Linked DNA regions of Mus musculus: region 1 is linked to region 2. A link is a contact called in public Hi-C data. All regions are on one chromosome and are shown on one strand. Each heading gives the region's core, a stretch centred on a gene start, on an enhancer-like site or on the middle of the called end of the contact. The rest is flanking DNA. Distances are from core to core; before and after follow the strand shown.

Region 1 (7,574 bases), core at 3,284-5,783, 460 kb after region 2:
AAGTCTCCAAACACACTGGATCCTTCCAGTTCCTTTGAAATGTCTGACCTTCAGAAATGTGAAGCTAACAAACCTGGGGTGTCTTAAGCCCTGGGTAGTTTGTTGGAGCAGCAAAAGAGAGCAAATAGAAGTATGCATTATGAAGCAATATAAGCAATAAATGACTCACCCATCTACAGATGAGCCAAACCACAATAAGAAAAGTCTTTCTAGACCCTATTGCCGCAGGCCCTCTGGGTCCCTTGTCTGCATGGAACGAGTCTCTGGAGCAGGTGGGCAAGGAGTTGGCGGGGATTGACAGACACAAGGGAGTGTGGATCTGAATGTAATTTGTCAAATCAAACATCAAACTTTTTATACAGAAGAAAATAGGGAAGTTGGGTGACACACTGGCAAGGTGCAAAGAGGTTACTGGATTCTTACACAAAACAAAGGGATACAAATATGGAAGAACTGGCAGGAACCAACTGGGGTAAAACTCAATGTTAATAACTGGGATCAAAAGCAGTTCCACCTAAGGTCCACTTAATCTTAGAAGCCAGGGGCAAGGGCTTCGTGCCCTTGCCATAGTTCCTACTCTAGTCTATTGTATAGTCCACCATCCCCCTGGACCATTGTAAATACTTATTTGTGTATGGGTGTAATTCAGCTACCTATAGTTCTAAGTAATCACTCTGGTTCCTCTTTAGGTCACAAACTTCCTTCTTCCTAGATAATGGTAAATTCCTGTGTAGGGCAGTGACTTAGCTATCCATGCCCAAGGTCAGATCAAGGACTGCCTAGAATCTAACTTAGCTATATATCAAAGTATCAATCCTTAGGAGCACTTGAAATAAAGCAATATTAAGGGAAAGCACACAGATCCGTTTACCAACTAAAGCAAGGACACTGGAGCATTAGTTATACAGGATGCCATGGTTCCAGGAGACTAAGTTTCCATGAACTTTTCTCCTCAGGACAGCGCCCAGGTTTTCGGGGCCTGTTGCGCTTGTCACTACTGGAGTGGATGTAGCACCCTATCACATTTCTAAGCATTAAGCTGCTCTTTCAGTTGAGCTAGCAGAAGAAGGTGACCATGACTGCCTTCCTCCTGTCAAGGAAAATTCCAGTTAGCCACCTGCCCATGAACAGTGTAGCCAAAATGACCATTCCACGGAATGCCATGGCTTCCTCTATGATGCTTTCCTCAAATGATTTCACAAAGAGGTTTTTATATATCACCTGCTCACCTCAGCAAGCATTCTTTATACACCAGCTATTGGCAAACTTTATCAGAACAGATAAGCTATTAACTGAAAATAAGCAGGAGGAAAAGATCTTTCTACTACAGAGTTTACAGTCCAGGTTTGGGCTTAGATTGGGCAATAATATATGCTACAAGCAGTTTGAGAATATGAACAATAAGACCAAACATGTAGTTCAATTATGTAGCAATGTTTAATATTTCACTGTTCACCATGGTGCTTTTATATCAAAGCCTTTTTACTTTAATTTACAATTCCAGGTTATACCAAAGAATTCTATAATTCTTTTTCTATACCTACTGAAAGCTAAGGAAGTCTTGGGTATTTTGTTCAGCTAAGTTTGGGACTATACTTAGTGCTTGTTATTTCTTAGCTGTTTGCTTCATATCAACTGTAGTGATCGGGAGTACACAAAACAAGCTTTTCCTGTCAGTCAAACAGAAGTCTAGGGTCAGGGATGCATTTCCCACCAGAAAGAAAGGACCCAGTATGGGTAGATACGATGAAGCCAATGCAAATGGCAAGAGGATGACTGATTTCCTACAGAATTTTTTTTCCAAAGCCACTCCCAATGCTATTCTGAGTCAAAGAGCAGATTATATCCCAACCACTAGGCCAGATGGAAACACAACTACTTAACAACAAACATGAATAATTTGCATGTCAACTATGTATGAAGCACAAGGGGTCTAGTTGCCCTTTGGAAAGAATCACACTTCCATTGGTGTGCTGTTCTTTCCTAAAGCATAAAGAAACCCATGCCAGGAGAGCCCTGCAGAGCAATTAGTACTTTCCCAATTTTACTGTACATGTTATCTCCATGTTGAATGATGTTTCATGGCACGTGCCTCCTCTTTTGCTTATATTTACTATCCATTATTCTGTTTGCTTTTTTTGATGTCTCCCTAAAGGGGAGGCAAGGGCAGCCATCACCATGAATGTGCTCTCAGCATAACTGCAGATGTTAGCTCAGCCCGTAGCATATGGTTACATAATACATACTCTTGGATTATTCAAAGAATAAGTAGCAACATTACTTTAAATAGTTAAATATTATTTCTCTGCAATCAATAATCATTTAATACAAAGAACAGAATTCCACTCAGACAAATTCACTGAAGCCAGGGACAGAGTTAGAAACAGCCAACCCCCAAGGAATACATCACCAAAGCTGCCATCTGGCAGCTCCTCATCTCTACCCCTCTCTGCATCATCTCTGTTAACTACTCTGTCCTGTAGCCATCTCCTCTTGCTTTGTACATGTTATGCTTTAGGCTGAAAATTCCAAGGTGGTAACACTCTTTCTAGCACCTAACTTTTCTCACTATAATAGAGTAACTTATTGGTGTCCGACCCTCTGTTTAAGCCAAATCCCATAAGTGAGGATTCCTTGGCCAGTCCAGGCTGGTTTTGCATAGCAAATGTAATCTAGAGCAATCAAGTATGGATGATTTTGAAAGATACATTAATATACATATCATGCACACACACACATACACACACACACACAGGCACAGCACTAGTTGGCCTTCCCCGGTATCCCTGAGCGATCTTAAGCCCTTATGGCTGTGTCTTTTGACTCAGGTGCCGTGGTAGAAGCACATCAGGAGTGGATAAAGTCCTTGCTACATAAACTTTCCTGAAAACAACAAAAACCTATTCACTCTGTATAGAGAAGTAGCCAGCACACCAAAGAAAGGATTCCATTCAAGCCCAGCTTGGTGAACCGTTGAGTTATATACTCTTAGCCAGCTATATCACTAGGAAGTCTCCTGGGCAACAGAATTCTCTCTCCTATAATCTCAAGATATTTCATAAGAGTCTGTAGAGAACCTCATGAGGGTCTACTCTCTCTCCTGGTGGAAATGTCAACAGGTCATCTCCTGCATGTGATCACAGTTGCTCTGCTGCACAACAGTATGCTCGTGTCCATCCCAAAGCAAACAGCTGAACTGTAGTTCTCTATAGAGATGGGCTCTGTTCTTTGTCTTTGTTTATTCAGCTCAGATTTCTCTACAGATTCTTGCTTGATGTCTAACTCTAACCATTTATGTAGTCCAGTGAGATCCAAAACTGCAGAAACCACTTCTAGATGCCATGGAAAACAATGCAGCATTCTATTTAATGCATAGATTTTTTTTTTTGTCTTGAGGTTCATTTTAAAAACAAAAACCCAAAAAACATTTCATCATAGTTTTGTCTGAGTCAAAAATCACACCATATAGGTACTTCAGGATTCTCCCAAAATACACCAAGCCTCTCTTACACATGTTTCCATCTCTGGTATCTACTGCCTGACTCTAATAAAGTCGTCCAAATTCTGTGACCAGCATGTGGCCCTGATGAGAAAGCCACACTCTAGGTGTCCTGGAAGCCACCATGCTTCTTCAGTCCACATGCAAGCTTGTACTCTTCCCAGGGGAGACAGCAGACAGAAGAAAACACTACTCTGTGGTTTCTAGCACATTGGCTTTAATATCAGCACTCAGTGTTTCTATCGTTGAACTGGACACTGCTGTGTCCTATAATTTAATGGAGAAGAAGTATTTACAATTTATCATAAAGGATACAATGGCTAGTCAGAGGACAAAGGGATACACTTATAAAAGTCTAAAATCATGACCCACCTGCCCCCCAGAAAATACTTAGCATAAAAATCACAGTGAAATGATTATTTACAATCATGTGCTAAGATGCATCAAGGGAGGAAGACTAAACAGAACCCAGTAATTACTCTTATTAAATTGGGAATATGGGTATTTTCTGCTTTCTTTATAGTTTCTGTCTTTTACAGATTCTCTGATAGGCTTGTGTATTATTTTCTGAGTTAAAAACGCACAGCACAAAGGAATTTTTAAATACCACAAGTCTTTTCTGAAGACACACCTCTACATCTTTGTGGGAAGCTATTGCTATAAATGATTTTTAAAGGTTTTCATGATTGGGATATATATAATTTATTTATACAGCATAATTCCCAAGTGTTTTATGTTGCCAAGCATGTACTTCCACAGTTTTTATTCTTTTTCTTTAAAAAAACGAGCTAGAGCTCTGACCTCTTTTTTAAATATAAGTTCATTTTAAAAGATGGTCCCATACCAGCCCCAGAACAGATTCATTCATTGTCTTGGATTTTTTTTTTTTTTTTTGTCAGAGTTTCAAGAGAGTTTCTTGAGTCATGGGGATGCTTGTAGATTTGCTTTTTCTTTCAGAATATCTTCATCTTACACTGTGAAGCTCTGCCAAAAATTCTTAAGACGTTTAGTTTTTCCTTTGGCATAGAGGAAGAAAGCATTTCGTTGGCATGACCCTGGTGAAACAAATGAGCTTTGTTCTGTGTGAGCCTGCACAGGCTGGAATGCAGAAAAACAGGAAGCAATCAGAAATAGGAATGAATAAATAAGGAAGGACCAACTCTTCTCCAAACTGTGCCAACCCTTCCAGGCTTTGTTACCTTGGGAGTAAGATGAAGGCATTGTCTTATCTTTGTTTGGGTAAACAAAACAGCCTGTTCTGAAGCCAGGTTGAAGGCATAGTTGACAGGAAAGCTATTGTTTTATATACTTTTTTTTCCAAGAAGCCACTTTACCTGTATAATTTATGTTGATATGATGGGTACTCTCAATTTACCCCTCCCCCACAGCCCTGTTTGCCCCTTTCCATCTTAACACTTGAAATACTTCCTTTGAGGTCTTCCCTGACCTCATGCCTCAGCGTGTACCTTGGAATAGAGTGTGTTGGATCTGCATTAACATTTATTTAAATTTGTTTTGTTTTAACCACTTGACACAACATAACCAAACCTTAAATGAAAAATCAGAAATCTTTATTGCTCCCATGTTCGAGAACTAAGCTTTGCAACTTGGTCAGATCAGTCCACCTCTGTGTCCTTGTTTCTTTAAAGGTAAAGGAGAGACTTCTTAGTTATCATATCTAATCCCTCTTTTCTCAACAAAACCAATAATTTTCAGAAACTTTGAGCCTGTCTTAAAAAAAAAACAAAACTTAAAATTATACTTTCAATGAGAGAATAGTACCGTAGAGAGATGGGGGAGGGACATAAAGCCCTGTGGCTTTGTAACAGTACTTTCAATACACATGTCACCTTCTCTTAGTGCTCAGATAAGTCATGCCTGAGGACACCTTCCCTGAAGAAGAGAGTTTCGGATGTCAACCTGGAAGGAAAAAAGGACTCGGGAATGCTGAAGTACATCAGGTTTCAGGTACTGGCTCCCCGATCAGAACCACGCATGGGGCACTGACAGGAAAGAGCCCCTGTACACCCTGCTCATGAGTGCTGGTGAGACAAAAATGGAAGCTGGCACTGAGTCGCCGTGAATGCCCACCCCCTTAACTGGTGTGCAAGGGGAGAAAAATCCTTCTTGCTGGGCAGTCATTTGCCACAGAATGAGGCCTACAAGTTTGGGCGGACTGTATCTCACCCACTCTGCTGTCTCCAGTGACGCTAATTTCCCACTGGCATGTAATGGCTACCCTAAATTAGACTATCTAGATTCATAAGCTGAGTCTGCTTCTCTGAGACTTGGACAAGAACTTTCATTTGCCTTCTTTGTTATCTCATCTATGAAAAGAAGATTATAGAAATATACCTATCTCAAAAGATTATTGTATGGATTAAATAAAATTGTACACTGGCCTACTTATCCAGATATTGGCACACTCTTCTACTGTTCCTGCAAACTAAGCTTGAAGTCATCCTATTTCCTTCTGGGGAGGAGGGGCTTTTCATGTTTTTCTAGAATGTTTATAGTGATGACTTATTCGTCACCCTCATATATAACTCAAATTATCAGAAATAATGAATTAAGTAGAACTTTGTGAGTTGATCTGGGGCCATAGCCATGATGTGTTATTATTATTATTTCAATTATTATTTAATGTATTAATATTATTTCAAAGGAAAATGTCATCCAAGTTCATGCTGCCTTCAGAGATTACATTTATAAATAGAATCCTTTGCAAGTTACAGACCCCATGTGGTTTTCAGTGGAAATCTGCTAACATAGAGAAAAAAAAAGAAGAAAAAAAACTTTAAAAAATTTACCAGAACTTTAAGGACCAGTCCATGATTGTGGACTGTTTTCTTTTCTGCAGAAAAAATTATACTCCATGGTTAATTTTTTGAGGAATTTTAAAATTGTTTTTGTGATGAAAATGTTACAAGATCAATATTTCTTTCTGACTTGTGTCAACTAATAAAGTATAAGGTCTACCTGCCATGATGCCTAAATCCACTCCCATTATAAGAAATATTTTAAGGTCACCCAGGGGAATCAAAAAAGTGAGGTGGTTCTTGAGTTTCAAGAGGTAACTGTTGTCTCAGAAGATGTTGAAAGATGATTTGCATCTCTCCCCAGGTGATGAGCTTGTCACCTGCTCCCTTGTCTCTGCTCATCAAGGCTGCTCCGATTCTGACAGAGGAGATGTATGGAGACATCCAGCCAGCTGCCTGGGAACTGCTACTCAGTATGGATGAGCACATGGCTGGGGCAGCAGGTAAAGAAACTCTCCCTGGGACCTGGCGCCTGTGGCCAGTAGTGACTACAGTGTTGAAACAGAGAAAAAGGCACCTTCAATTGTATGTCAGGATGATGGAAGTTTCTAGACCTGTAAATAGACGTGTGTATCTGAGGAATGTTTTCACAGCTTTCTTCAAACTGTACTGTGTGTTTATACAAGATCATCAGATCTCTTTCAGGGTATTATTGCTCTAGGACTATAACAGAATACTTTGGGCTTGGTGTACTTCAGCTGGTAGGATGCTTGACTAATATGCACAAATCCCTGGGTTGGGTCCTCAGTACCACATGCTTGTCCCACCTCCACTCTGAATGGGAAATCAAGAGGAATAGAAATTCAAAGTCATCCCTGGCTACATAGTGAGTTCAAGGTTTGCCAGGGCTATGTGAGACCCTGACTCGAAAAACAAGCAAATAAATAAAATGTATACACACATAGCTATCCTAGAGGTAATAGTCTAGGCAAGATGACATGAATGTGAAAATACATCTGGTGTGCTTAGAAAGCTTGAGGCTATGAGTTTTACAGTTTACAAAGGAGCAATACTTGCTTATAGCATTAGACAGCTGAGTGGAACTCAGGGTTGATTCTAGACTATGTTACCGCAGGTATGGACTTACCAAAATAACTGGAGACAACTGCTCGTTAAGCCAACAAGTTATATAAAACTGTTGACCAGTTTAATATGCTATCAGTTGTCTTGGGAACTCCTGACTTTGGTGGTAATGTATACCTATAGTTCCAATATCCAGGAGGTGGAGGCAGGAGGATCCTAGGTTTGAGGCTACT
Region 2 (6,973 bases), core at 2,856-5,355:
AATTTATGGCCTCTTGCAGCAGATGCTATACTGTCCATTTGCTCATAATGTATATGGAGACATTGAGAGGTTAAATGAAAGACAAGGCAAATTCCTATTGGAGCTTATATAGCATATCTGCATTTTTCATAGTTACTTCCACATGAGTTACTTTATTATAAAGTAACTGATTTGTGGTATGAAACACTAACCATAAGTAGTCAAAATAGACAGAACAAGAAATCACATTTATTGCTTTTGTGTATTATTATGTCTTCTTACTCACATCCAGCCTGTTATGGATTTTAAATTCTATGAAGGTATTGGCATAATCAAAATATTAAACAATACCAAAGAAAGAAATAGATACTTTAGATAATTTCTATTCTCTTCTGTTCAAGAGATCTCAATGAAACAAATACATGTGAGAATGTCTAGTAAAAATATAACAGGCATTTGAAAATGGTTGGATTAAACTTCTAAAATGTCTTTGAAAGATATGGTAGATTTGTGAAGGAAACACTGACTTTGAGTCCAGTTATTATTGACAGAAAACAACTCTGGAAAGGGGATTATTTTTTGTTTCTAAGTAGAAACTGTTCTTGATGTACATCCAAAGAGGCGTCTAATTGGCTGGCATAAAATGGGGACATAGCCAATAAGAATGATAAATATTTATAGTATCGAACACAAATGAAGTGGAAAAATACATTCATGGCATGCAGCCCTCTGACTGTATTATAGTGCTTATCTGTTTGCAACAGTATTCTGCATCATTGTGACTATAAAGAACACACTTAGAGAAGATGTGCATATCATTTTAGATTCATATTTTATATATTTCTTTTAAATGTTTATTTCAATGTGGACACTCTTATTAGGTGTTATGGTATGTAGAGCATGAAAATGCAAACAATTAATGCAAAATAAATCACTATGCAGCTTTTCTTTTGTGAGCTTATTTTCTCTTCTCAGTCTTATCATATACATTATAAATTATAAGTCCTATTAAAAATTTGAGAACAACATAAAGGTCATGATACTTGGTTTTGAAATCAGAAAGCCTGCTGATCAAATTTTGCTATCAAAAGTGATACTGCTTGTATCACTCTTCTTAAATTATTCAGCTTTTCAAAGATTTATGTCCTAGTAGATACACTGGGATTGGGTTTGGGAGAACAGTGTAGTTTAGTCATGAAGCACTGGGAGACAAGCCCTGGGCTTAATGCCAAGCACTGCAAAATCAAAAAGATAAACAACAAAAACATGTAGATAAATATATGTATGTACATGTGTATGCATACACACAGAATAGCAATAATAGAACTAAGAGTTTTTTTGTATAAAGTGCCAACTATATACCAACTAGTTATTAAATATTTTAATGGTATATTGCCTCATTATAATGTTATGCTAATTTTTATTTATTCAACTCATACATATGGTCTCTATGTTCTAATTTGTTTCTTTATTACTGGGGCTATAATGTCCATTCTTTCCACAAAATCTTTCTCACTTCTGTCTTTTCTTGTAGATTCTTAGGAGGACACAGAAGAGCTAGTCGTTCATGTTAGTCTGAATAATCATTTATATTTAGTTCAGGAAAGAAAAATGTGGGATAAAAATAATAGTTCCCCAGTGACATAAAGATATACATGTGAGAAACTGTAAGTTTACACTTACTTGAGATGTTAGGGGCAAAAATCAGAGTTACAAAATCATGTTCTTTATTGACACAACTTTAATTAAAATGAGTAGTGTTGACTGTGTGTGTGACCAGAGTGTGAAAGGCTGTTGTCTATCATATGTCCAAGGTTAGGCATTTCAGAACATTCCATGCTTGGGAGAGAAGTCTGAAATAATTAACCCTGGCACCAGCTCTTTTAAGAGAACACTGATAGGCATTATCCAACGAAGATCAAAGGAATACAAACATGGAAGGTTTCAGTTCTAACAGAGCTGCTATGATTAATCCTCCTGAATTCGGTGCATACATGTAACACATGCTACGCATTGATGTATAATTAGAAAAAAGAAGACACCACAAACTACGCTATATCTTTATGAGGACTAAGACTTCAAACACAATGAATACATTTGTTTCTGAGGAAAACTGTCCAAAAATGGAATCAGTGTGATGTGTGTTTGATGGAAGCTGGGTAAAGAACAGTAGCCTGAAAAGCAAAGAGATTTAACATATTTGGTCCCTTGGAATGACACACATTTCTCCTTGCTAGGATGTCTCCATTGCATAACAGTAAAGTCATGTTGCCATCGAAAATGTCATCCAAGACAGGAAACTACAACTACCCTCTCTGTCTTCCTTTCTTCTCTTCCTCCCATTCAGAAAGATAGCAGGGAATAAAATGGTCTTTGAGTAGCTTCAGATGTAATACATGATTCCTTTGCTTGTATAGTTGGGTAAAATATACAAAATTTTAAGTGCAAGAAAAAAAAAACAAACAAAAAGACCAAGGGTTAACTAATAAAAAAAATCTGTGTATGAAGTATTTATGTCAACATCCCATTTCAGAAGTTGTACGTAGCCCCTACTTCATAGCCCCCTACTTTGCCTTTACCTAAATGAAACATTTAAAGTCCAAAAAGGGAAAGGGAAAAATAAACAATTTAGGGCTTATTGAGTCAAAAGAGAGAAGGATGGAATATTGATTTTTTTTCCTATAAAATGCTATAAAATGAAGTTGAGAAATCAAATGTAAAAAGGTGAGATAAAAGTACTCAAAATAGAGGAAACAACTTTTCTAACATGTCTAGGAGAACTAGTTCAGTTAAAGCCTCTTAGCTATTTACATGATTTCAAACAGTTCTAAGCACTTCAAGAAGGACTTTACATTCAAACATAAGTAAATTTATGAAAAACATCAATGACTAGTAAAAAGATAACACAGGTTCAATTTCAGGACTTTTTCCCAATTCTAAAACTCATTATTTGAATGCTCTACTGTGTAACTTTGATAGAAACAGCATCTCAATGACAAGATGTACACATAAGGGGCTGGAGAAATAGCCAAACAGTTGAGTACTTTCTATTCTTGTAGGGAACAAACTTCGGTGGCGCTATTACGAGGGGACAACCACCTAATTCCAGTTCCAGGGAAATCTTTGGCCTCAGAGCATCTGTACTCATGTGCACATAATTTTAAAACTTAATAATATACATTGTTTTAGTGAGGATTCCCCTGAGGAACAGAACCAAGAGAATTTAAACCACACCATAGATTTCAAGAACCACGTAGTGCCTTAGTCTTCGAGGCTGGGTGTGGTCTCTCAATGGGTAACGTTAGTTCACAGAATAGGTACTGGATCCAACCTGCCTGAATTCCTGAAGGTTTCCAGAGAGCCATGGGTCCTTTGTCCACAATGAAAACTCGAGAAATTCTGGTTCTACTCTAAGTGAAGGAAGCAATAGCACTTGGGTGAATCTGCCGAGTGGCAGGAGAGAAGGGAGGGAACTCTGGCAAAAGGTGCAATACTTTGGTCTTTCTCAAATACCATTTTAAAATCTAAGCAGCTATTAGAAAGTGTAGCCCACAATGGGGGAAGAGGTCTTTCTCCATCAACCAGGACACTTCCTCAGGTTTGACTCTCTACTCATATGATTTTAATCTGTGGCAATTTGACATTAATACCAACAACAATATACATCTTTTAAAAGCAAAGTGCATATAAGCTATACCAGGTACTGAAATTTCATATTTACATCTAAGAACAAGCAAAATAATATAAATTTTGACATCTGCAACAATCTCAGTTTCTGAATTTCCAGTTTTATTATAAATTATTTGGCTTGAGAACGAACACATTTGAGGAACCTACGCATTTGTAGTTCAGATCAGTTCACTTCTTACCATGAGAGTGAAATGAATTAATACCATCAAAGAGATGGGATATATAATATATATGAAAATGTGGGCAATTAACTTGGAAAGCATGAAAATAAAGATAAAGTGAAGCTACTTGAAAGATTAATTATAAGAACAAAAATGTAAAATGTGACAAGTGGGAGAAAAAAAAGATACTGAGAAATTCTAAGATCCTGTGGTTGTCAAGGAAACCTAAAACCATACTGCAGATAATGACCTAGCTAGGAATAATATTCATAAAAGGTTTGAGCAGAGATATAAGGACAACCACATTCTTATACCACATATGGGAGGAGAATTCAAGCTAGAACATTTTTTAGTTTTCCAATGTCTGATAATGTTGAAAAAAATAACTAGACTTAGGAATGCCAAGGTTAAAGAAATATCTGTGTAAAGGAAAGAATGCTAGAGAACAATATGTTTTTGGTACATGGCACAGAAAAAAAATCCTCACACAGACTTTGCTGGAGTTAACACATTAGCAGCCAGAAAACAACTCTTATGCTAACTTACTCACAATAAAAATAATTTTAAATTCTGAGTAACTTACTCATTGCTCTGAAAGACCAGACTTACAGAATTCATATATTCCATTTGTCATTTAAAACATTCTGTGTGCATTTCACATGTCGACTGCCAATTGGCTTCTGGATTCTGTGTTTATTTGATGAAGGCAACTATTAAGAGAAGATCTGAGGAAAGTACATAGTTTAAAGAAATCCATTTTCCTCTGAAGCTTGCCTGGAAATTTGGTTTATCTTTCAATATTGCATAGCGCCCAGAGCCTTGAATGCTCAAATTACTTTTTACATTGCATTGAACAAAGCATTAATTTACACTATATGCTCATAAAAATAGAGAATGGGTTATGTTAATTTTTTTAACAAAGGACTTACATGACACTGTTTATAATTATTTTAACTTTTAATTAATGAAATATTAATTTTATGTATTAACTAATGTGAAGTGTTTGGGTTCTATACAGCTAAATAATTATTTGAAAAATGTTGAAATGTTGTAGATTAATTTTAAATATTCTTTTGTATATCTTTATGTATATGGGTGTTTTGCTTGTATGTCTACCTGTATCAAATGTGCATGCTGAATCCAGAACGGGCACTGGATACTCTGGAACTAGAATTACATGGCAGTTGTAAGGTACCATATAGGTACTGGGATTTGAACCTGGGTCCTCTGGAATAGCACCTAGTGCTCTTAATCATTGAACAATCTCTCAAACCTGGACTCGTGAGTATTTCTTATGATATTGCCTTCTACAGAAAATTAACATCAACTTGAGTCAAAAAAATTGACCTTTGTTCGGTGTGTCTAAGTCCTTGGTGGAGGATGACTTTGTATAAGCCTATGTAGAAGAGATTAAGCATTACGTGAATACCTGTGATTCTCAGTGCGAATCATATGAATTTAAATGTTTGTTGTGTTACTCTATTTTTAGGGAGACATAGATAAACAACAACTCACCACAGATGACAGACCAATGTAGTGATACCATCACAGTCCAACTTCGTATACCAGTATGTTTTTTAGGAGTTACTTAATAGAAGTAAGGGTCGGGTATTAACTACTATCGTTCAGATGACTTAAAGGCAGTTCCTCACCCAAAGCTATGGTAATGATTTATGAAAGCTGGAATCTCGAAACTGTCTGCAAAACTTATAGGCAGCTAGACAGACTGAATAAATGCATCTCTTTAGTAATCCTTACTAATTACATAACCTTAGGAGGGAATAGAGAAGCCTAGTGCATTTCGTAAGCTTCAGGGACTTCCTGAGACTTGTTTGTTTACTTTTGAAAAGCCTCCATTTAAAAGTTCCTAAGTCTTAAAGAGCTGCCTTCCAGAATGGAATACTTCAATTCTCAGGAAATTGCTATACAGCACATCAAAGGGAGAAGTACAAATGTAACTGATATAAATAGACATTTAAATTAAGGCTGATATGTTTAAAGAAACATAAGTTGATAAGTAGTCAATGAAATTTAATCCATGATTTGATGCTTGAAAACTTTGATCTTGGTATGTAAATTTCACGGCTACTTATATTTTCATGCAGATGTAGTACTACAGCTGGGTTGTTTCCACATTTAGAAACAAACATGGATGTTCATTGATAAACTTGGTGCTCAAGTACAGTATGAAAAGTTCATGTCCTTTCACCTCAAAGATCTTCATTAAAAAATAGCCATTCATTGTGATGGCAAGACGACAATGGTCATTCTTTTGAATAGTAGCGACAGTACTCTATGTGATTATTTCCTTATTTATTTATTTTATAGGGGAAAAAAAGGGAGATGTATTCAAAGTGGACAAGTTGGAAAGGGGAATAAAGAGATCTGGTGACATCCTAAATCCATCTCTGAGGTACTGAGGTGATTGCTTAAACCTCAATTTTATTGTTTAAAAAATTATATTTATATATGCATGTTCTGTGTGCATACATAGTGCATGACAGAAAAGAGCATCAGGTCCCATTATTATGAGCCACTATGTGGTTGCTGGGAATTGAGCTCAGAACCACTGGAAAGACTAGCCAGTAGTACTCTTAATGGCAGAGCCACCTCTCCAGCTCTCTGAATTTGATTCTTAACATCACAAACTTGAATTAAATGGCATGTCAATCAAGAAAAGGTTCAGTAATTGCCTCTTAAAATAAGTTCAATCTAGTAACTGAAACAACTCTTATATGTAGTTCTTCTCTACTCTTTTACAGTCTTGTCTGAGATATTCATTTCAAATTCTTCCTTTTTCACTCTACAGACCAGCTTTACCCTAAGAAGCAAATTTCATTGGATTTGACAGCTGAAAGTCACCCTCCAACAATCTCATTATTTCAACCTATAGAAACATCAGGACTGTAATTTTAACTCTAAAATATTCCCCTGAAAGGATAAAATCTACAGAGTGTGTAATAAAAACACTGCTGGGCTTATAATACAAAAATTCACTCATCCTGTACAACATGTTAAGTGTTGATTAAGAGTTAGTTCCAGTTTTCTCAACATAATAAAATTTATTCTAAGGTAACATCTAATAATATCAAATAATATCAAAAATAAAAGCTTGAGGTTTTAAACTGGTAAATGGAAATCTT

The links. Hi-C and Micro-C count contacts between places; a contact is called where the count stands out from the background.
Region 1: a contact with region 2 is called in a Hi-C map of Sertoli cells, with 2.5 times the contacts expected there. The contact joins two enhancer-like sites. A contact is called at or near these places in 12 of 39 promoter capture datasets (the 3T3-L1 cell line, the C10 cell line, the HPC-7 cell line and 7 more) and 1 of 484 Hi-C or Micro-C datasets (Sertoli cells).

The regions. Positions count from the first base shown.
Region 1 is chr1:66,612,803-66,620,376 of GRCm38.p6, forward strand. Unc80 (unc-80, NALCN activator) reads left to right here. Exons shown (of 65, transcript NM_001368824.1): 30 at 5,360-5,467; 31 at 6,623-6,761. Among named protein-coding and RNA genes, the nearest start is that of Gm39655, 37 kb to the right of the region's middle. Within about 2 kb of position 4,534, at least 23 of the 459 cell types and tissues checked have an H3K27ac peak or open chromatin away from gene starts, as enhancers often do. A contact at or near this core is called in Sertoli cells, where this site is marked.
Region 2 is chr1:66,156,621-66,163,593 of GRCm38.p6, forward strand. No RefSeq gene overlaps it. Among named protein-coding and RNA genes, the nearest start is that of Gm51629, 71 kb to the right of the region's middle. Within about 2 kb of position 4,106, at least 6 of the 459 cell types and tissues checked have an H3K27ac peak or open chromatin away from gene starts, as enhancers often do. A contact at or near this core is called in Sertoli cells, where this site is marked.